Linked DNA regions of Ovis aries: region 1 is linked to region 2. A link is a contact called in public Hi-C data. All regions are on one chromosome and are shown on one strand. The core of a region is the stretch at or near the end of the contact, and the rest is flanking DNA. Distances in the headings are between cores, read along the strand shown. Region 1 has its middle 3.2 kb from the start of TRNAG-UCC. Region 2 has its middle 94 kb from the start of RXRA.

Region 1 (3,476 bases), core at 845-3,344, 220 kb before region 2:
GGCATTAGTGGGCAGCGTGCAGGGCATGGCCCCGTGGGTCACCGCGGTCATCAGGAGGGGTGCGGGGCTGGCCTGCACGGGAAGGAGTGGCCTCTCCACCTCAGTGCCCGTCCCCTCACGGCCCCTGCCCTGTCTATCCGTCCATCCTTGGTGCTGCACTTAAGGAGGCTGGCGGGAGCCCTGCCTGTGTGTCTCCAGGGGAAAGGCCGGCCCAGAGCCCGCTCCTCCCAGTGGAGCCCGCTGGCCCCAGATGTGGGAGAAGCTGCGCTGGAGAGGAGCGTACGTTGAAAATTTGGGCTCGCGGCTCTGGGTACGCGCGCTGGATGGCGGGGCCCAGGCTTGGGCCACCACTGTGCCTGGCTTAGAGGGGGCTGGGGGGGTCCCCTGGGGGTGATGAGCACAAGGTGTCTCCCTGGGGCTGCCCCGGGTGACGGAGGTGGGGAGGGTCACTGCCGTCGCCTCGCCCCACTTCCGGCATCTCCGCCCAGCCTGGGGTGGAAATGGCAGTGTTCACACACGGGGCCGGCTCTGCGCCATCTCGGGCCTCCCCAGAACCCCGAGGTTGGGGTGTCCTCCCCTTTGAGGATGAGGAAGCAAGCACCGGGGGGGGGTCACGGTAGAGCAGGGGTGGGTGTCATCCTTGGGGTCACGTGCCCCAGTCTGGCCTTCGTGTGCACAGTGAGGGCTCAGCCCCGGAGGCAGGCGTGACTGAGAAGGTCCCATGGGGGCTGGGGTGGGGGGCGGTGGGGGGGGGCACCCCGATGCTGCTAGCCCCAGCCTGGCTCCCTGAAGCCTCCTGCCCTGACCCAACGACCCCGCCCTTGCCCCAGCAGCCTCTGCTATTTCCGGCCTCTCTGAGCCTCGGCCCGGTCACGTCCCTGGTTCCCTGCAGGCTCCACACTCAGCCTGCTGCCCGCAGAGACTACAAGAGCCACACTGGGCCCCTGGGCTCACTGCAAAGCCAGGGAGGTGGTCCCTGGGTACCTCCTGCTTAGCTGGGTCAGATGCTGGAGGGTGTTCAGAACCTAAGTAAAGGCAGGCAGGCCCGGTCCTTCTCTCTGGGACTGTCTGTCCAGGGCGGCACATGGCTGCCTTCAGCTCAGACTCTGGGGTCCCACCCACCGGCCTGAATCTCCATTTAGTCCTTGGAGGCAAGCGAAGCTGCCTGCCTGGGCTCCAGCAGCTGCTGTAACAAGGCCGCACAGACCAGGGGCCTGAACACCACTACTGGTCCTGGAGGCCTGAGGCCTGAGATCCAGGTGTCGTGGGGCATCGCTCCTCCGGGGGCTCCTGGGCAGGGTCCTTCCCACCTCCTCCAGCATCTGGCGGCTGCAGGTGTCCTTGGCTTGTGGCCGCACCTCCTCCTCCGTCTCCACGTGGCCCCTCCTCTTGTCTCTCATAAGGATACCGGTCACTGGTTGTAGCCCCCCTCCCTCCCCTCATCCCCCCGGAAATCCACGACAATTCATTTTGAGATCCTTAACGTAGTTACATCTGCCAAGACCCTTTCCCCCATAAGATCGCCTATATCCCTAGGATTCCAGGGACACATCTCTGTGGGGCCGTCAGTCAGACCACTGCCCTCTCCAGCCTCAGTTTCCGCGTCTGTGAATGGGCCCCTCTTGGAGGCCGGGTAGAGCTGAGCAGAGCCCGGACCCTCCAGGGAAGCAGCTCCTCTGCAGGGGTCTGGACCTGGGCTTCGGCCCTCCTCTATCCCCTCTAGACCTTGGGGAAGCGGCTCCTGCATCTTTGAAACCGCAAGGTTCCTGCTGGGTGTTGGTGTCATAGGCCTTTCAGACTCTGAGACGAGCCTGTTTCCCAGAAGAATGCAGCTTTGTTTCTGGTTCCAGGGGCGCAAAGCTCTGCAGAATCTGGGTTCATTTTGTGTTTTCCGTAGGGCCCAGAAGGACACGTGGAGGCTGGAGGGGCTGTGTGGGCAGCTGGCCCCCCAGCCCCACCTCCCTCAGGCCAGCTGGGGGGCAGAACGGCCCTGCAGCCCCTCCGAAAGGCCGCGCCTGGAGAAGAGGGCAGACGTCACTGGAGGGTCCGTCTTCTGGTCTGAGGACAGGACGGGAGGGACCGGGGCCAGGCAGGCCTCCCCCAGGGCCCCTTGGCCCCGAGGGGGTTACCGTGGGCCTTGTCCTTGCAGGCGGGCAGCTCCCCCAGCCTGCAGCCCTTTGGCCAGGGCGAACCCCACGGCTCTGCCCACGTCCCTGCAGGCCCGGCTGCTGCGCCCGCTGGTCAGCCGGCTGACGTGCTGTGTCCACGCATCCCTCCCGCCCTGTCCTCTTGTTTATTTAGCCTGGAGTAACCTTGGTGTTGCCTGTGCTCAACTGGGGAGCAGCGTCCTCCGCACTTGGCCCGTGACCTTGGGATGCTGGGCCCAGTTCTCTCCTTTCATTCCGGGCTGGTGGCCAGAGTGGGCCCGAGGGACCCGAACACGCGGCCCTGGGCTGACCGCAGCCGCCAGCAGAGCATGGACTGAGCGTGGCTGGGTACTCCTCTGTAAGAGGGAGTGACCCCACCGGATGTGTGCACAGGAGGCGTGATCCTGAGCGTGGCAGGCACTTCTGTGGGAGTGAGGGTGCACCTTGGGATCTGGGGCACGAGTGGGCCCTCAGCTGGCAGCTCTCGGGGTGAGAGGATGTCTGGCACGGGTGGGTGCTCCCAAAGGAGGAGGCCTGTCATAACACGGGGTCAGAGGCGGTGTCGGGGGCCGACTTCAGCCAGGAGGTCAGGGAAGGCATCTCGGGGTTCAGCTTCCATCTAGAAGTGAGGGCGGAGCCAGACATCAGGGCCCTGGAGAAAGCGAATCCAGGCCCCGGCCGGCACGTGCCAAGGCCCTGCGGTGGGGTGAGCTTGCCGGACGGACAGAGGCTGAGGCTGGATCGGGGAGTCGGGAGCTGCTGTCCCCGGGCGGGCCTCCCGGGCCCTGACCCCCACCCCGGGAGTCTGATGTCTGCCGTGTGGCCCTGAGTCCGTCCGTCTCACCGGCCCTCACGTCCCCCGCTCAGCTTCTCAGTCCAGAGTGAAGGTTGGATGGACCCGGTGGCCCTGCCCCGCGCCCTGCCCGGGTCGCTCCTGCGGGGTCCGCCTGCTGACGGCCGCCCCGTCAGGCCGCCTCCCCCCGCGGCGTCCCCGCTTCACGGCTCGGTCACAGCCGAGCTGTCCTCCCGCCGCTCTGCCGGTCACGCTGCCCCTCTGTTCCGCGTAGCCGGGGTCCTCTTGCCGCCCTCGGCCCGGACCCGCGCGCCCAGGAAGCCCTGCCCCGCTGCCCGCAGGGCCGGCCGCGTGGCGGGGTGGCGCGTGCGGCCCAGCCCCAGGCCCTCGCTGGCGGCCTGTTCAGGCGTGGAGAAGCCGCTCGATCACCGTGAGGTTTCAGAGTCCGCCGCCTGTAACTGAGCCGGCGCCGCGGCCTCTGCTCCGGGAGACCAAGCCATGCTCAGTTTCGCCCTCAGAGACCCCAAGCAGTGGGT
Region 2 (3,437 bases), core at 591-3,090:
GGGGAGGGCGTGAACCTGATGATGAGGCCTGAGGCCCGAGAGCCGGGACCCCGCAGAGAACTCCCTGTACGTGGACGTACGGTGCGCGCGGGGGTCTGCATGTTTACATACATGCAAGCGTGCCCTTGCGCGTGTGACACACACAGCCTCCCCAGCACTCAGCTGTCCCAACCCTGGCTGGCTGCAGGCGGTGCCCGGGGTGCTGATGCCCGGCCCCCACGGCGCACTGCCCGCGGCAGCCTCCCGGGAGTCAGGCATGGCCTTGCCCACCAAGCTCAGCCTGTACCTCCTGGAAGGGTGGGCGCAGGAGACAGACCCCCATGAGCCTCAGCAACCAGCCCATTCTGGTTTCCTGTCATAAAAATTCAAACATAACCACCGTGGGGACCTCTTCCTGGCCTAGAAAGTGTAGTCAGCCCCGGGGGCCTGGAGAACCAGAGGGTCACCTCGCCAGTGAGGGACCCTGGCTCAGGGGCTCCCTGGCCGTTGACCCCAGCCTCAGTAGGCCCTGGCCCAGCTCTGGACACGGTGTCTACGGGCAGACCCTGCAGGGGCATCTGGGAGGTGTAAGTGGACCCCGAGGAAGGCTGCCTCTGATGGCTGCAGGGCCTGAGGGGCTGTTGGGAGTCTCTAGGGAAGACCAGGGCAGGGCCATGGCCGAGACGACCTCCCCAGGCTGAGGGTCCCCCGCGCGTTGTCCAGGATGCAGGCCCGAGGGAGCACCCCTGGGCTGGAGTGCCGATCCTGGAAGAGCAGAGCGAGGGGGGGGGGGCAGTGGGCAGCGGCCCGAGAGGAGGAGGAGTCCAGGGCGCAGGGCTCACACCTGACCTCTTGCCAAGCGCTGTGCCTGTTGAAGGCCCCCAGTTACGCGGAGACCCTGGGCTGCCCACGGCCACTGCCAGGCAATCTGGCTCCTGGCCTCCCTGCTGCCTCCAGTTGCCATGGTGAGCCCGGCCCAGGGCAGTCCCCCTGGACCACAGATGCTGGGCTTGATAAGTTTATCTGCCTCAGGATCCGGTGACGAGCTGAGTGAGCAGGGCTGGGGAACCTCAGAGGCGAGATTGGGGCATTTGGACGGGACTGTCAGGCATCCCCGTATGGCAGGTTCCAAGCTGGGTGCTGGAGCCCGGTGACAGGAGAGAGCGGGCCCTGCTATCGTCAGGCAAGCAGTGTGGTTGGAGAAAGGCCTCTGTGGGAAAAGGAGGGAGTCCTAGGAAGAGGGGGTGAGCCCCCAGAGAGGCCCTGACACCCAGCAGGGGACGCAGAGGACAGAAGGAGCGGGGGTCATCACTGGGCCTGAGCGCGGCAGCAGCAAGGGATGAGAACCGAGCAGAGGCGGCCAGTGGGGCTGAGACCTCAGGCAGGAAGGGGCCGGAGTGTGGAGGGCGTCAGGAGACGGGACGCACGGCAGTTCTCGTCCTCTGCCCCCTGATGCCCACGCGGTCTCCTCTGCCCGCGCGCTTGGGGCCCCTCTGCAGTGCCGAGGGCTGACCCCCAGCTGAAACAGGCCGCTGCTGCCTGCCAGCCTGGCTGGGCGCGGACTTCCATCCCTCCCGTCCCTGGGTGGGGGGGGCGATCTCGAGGGCTCAGAGAGGTGGAGTGGCCTGGCCATTTTACCCAGCTGTCCCCCAGCCTCAGAAGCCATCTGGGGATGCGGGGGACCCCAGAGGAGCTGGGAGGGGCCGCACCCCCGGGGAGGAGTCCTGAGACGGATGGACGGCAGGGCCCGGAGCAGGGCCGGCCCAGCCCGCGACCCCCGACCACCGTTTGGAGGAGCTCAGACAACAGACGTGTCCGCGCCGGGTGGCCCCGGTGCGAGGCAGCACTGCCCCCTGCTGGACGCGCAGGGCAGAGGCCGCGCGGGGCCTTCCCGTCTGGCAGGTGCCCACTCCTGGCCCCTGGAATCGCCGGGAGCCTCGGAACTCCGCGGGCCAGGCCACGCCCTCGTCCGATTACGCCAGAGGGTCGGGGTCGGGGCAGAGGGGGGCCACCCCGCTGGGCCGCGGAGCCCACTGCGCGCTCAGCCCGGACTGGGAGTGGGCGGGCGCTGTCCCCTCTGGACCTCAGCCAGTGGGGACAGACACCACCTCCCAGGGCCGCTGTGCCGAGGTGGGCGAGACCTCAGTCATCCAGAAAAGACCCTGAGGTTGCCACATCCTGGGTCATTTTCCTGGGACAGGGCTGTCCCTCGGGCACAGGCCTGGCAAGCGTGGGGGCTGGAGGCCTCCGCCTCTGGTCTGGGGCCACATCTGGAGGAGGTCGGGGCTGTGGGCCGGTTCCAGGCCGGGGGACCAGGAGGGTCAGCGTTGTGATGCCCTTGACGGTGGAAGCCCCAGGGAGGTCAGAGCTGCCAGTGGGGGTGGCAATCCCGGACTGTGGGGGCCTTGGTTCCTCATTCATTCACGCACTCACAGACCACACTTACAGGCCAGGCTCCACCCTGAGGGGCGCTCTATCCCACCCCCCTGGGCCCTGACCTAACCTGGGGGCTGGCTGCAGACTGCGACTCAGAACCTGAGAGCCGGCACTCGGCACCCTGCGAGCGAGGCTGGGAAAAACCCAGTCCGCCAGAGGCGCGCTGTTGGCTCTCATGCTTCTGAGGCAGAGGTGGGTCAGGAGCGTCCAGGGAATCCAGGCCCACGGACCCGAGGGGCTCGTGGCGGAGGCAGGGGCGGGATCGCCGAGCTCGGCTTTGCTGGCTGCGCTGCCCCCGGTTAGGGCCCACCCAGCTCCGGGAGCCCGCTCTGCCTGGGGGCCTGAGGTCCCTGAGCTGCCTCCACGTTGGGCCTCTGTCCTCCTGCCCCTCTTTCTCTGCAGTGGCTGCTGGGGCCCTCCAGGAGGCCCGAGGCTCGGGACGCCAGGCCTGGGGTCCGCCCCCAGCTGGACCTGGGTGGACAGAGCGTTTCCCTCCTGGGCCTCAGCCTCCCCTCTGCGGACGGGGGACAGCCGCAGTGGGTACAGGCCGTGCAGGCGTGGAGCAGAGCCGAGACCACTGGCGATGTGCAGCCCCGTTGTTCGGGGAGGAAACAAGCCAGGGGAGGAGGTGCTGGCCCACCTTCAGCTCCAGCAGTGGGACCCCGGCCCCTGAAGTCTGGGCGGCGCTCCCGCCTGAGCTGGCCCGGGTGCCTGCCGGGGAGGGCCAGGTGTGAGCCCGCCCGGCCGCCTGCCTGGATTCCAGGCTGCCCGGTAGGACAGGTGGGGCCCCAGGGGGGCTGGTGGGGGCTGGTGGGGGTGCCTGGGGGCTTCCCTTCCACCCGCTGCCAAGCCCTCAGGAGGCGGGGTAGGGCCCGGGCTGGGCGAGGGGCCCACTCTTCGCTTAGCCACCAAGGCCCTTGGAGAGTGCAGACTGGGGAGAGGCCGCTGCAGCAGGACTCTCGGGGGCCCCTGCACCCTGAAGGTGGAGGCCGCCTGCTCTGGGAAGCAGTTTCTTACAAAAC

Evidence for each region. A called contact is a pair of places that touch in the nucleus more often than the background predicts.
Region 1: a Hi-C map of liver shows a contact between it and region 2, with 5 times the contacts expected there. The contact joins two enhancer-like sites. A contact is called at or near these places in 12 of 16 Hi-C or Micro-C datasets (blood, hypothalamus, liver and 6 more).

What each region holds. Positions count from the first base shown.
Region 1 is chr3:2,067,924-2,071,399 of ARS-UI_Ramb_v3.0, reverse strand. No RefSeq gene overlaps it. Among named protein-coding and RNA genes, the nearest start is that of TRNAG-UCC, 3.2 kb to the right of the region's middle. Within about 2 kb of position 2,094, at least 9 of the 54 cell types and tissues checked have an H3K27ac peak or open chromatin away from gene starts, as enhancers often do. A contact at or near this core is called in hypothalamus and liver, where this site is marked.
Region 2 is chr3:1,845,989-1,849,425 of ARS-UI_Ramb_v3.0, reverse strand. No RefSeq gene overlaps it. Among named protein-coding and RNA genes, the nearest start is that of RXRA, 94 kb to the left of the region's middle. Within about 2 kb of position 1,840, at least 6 of the 54 cell types and tissues checked have an H3K27ac peak or open chromatin away from gene starts, as enhancers often do. A contact at or near this core is called in hypothalamus and liver, where this site is marked.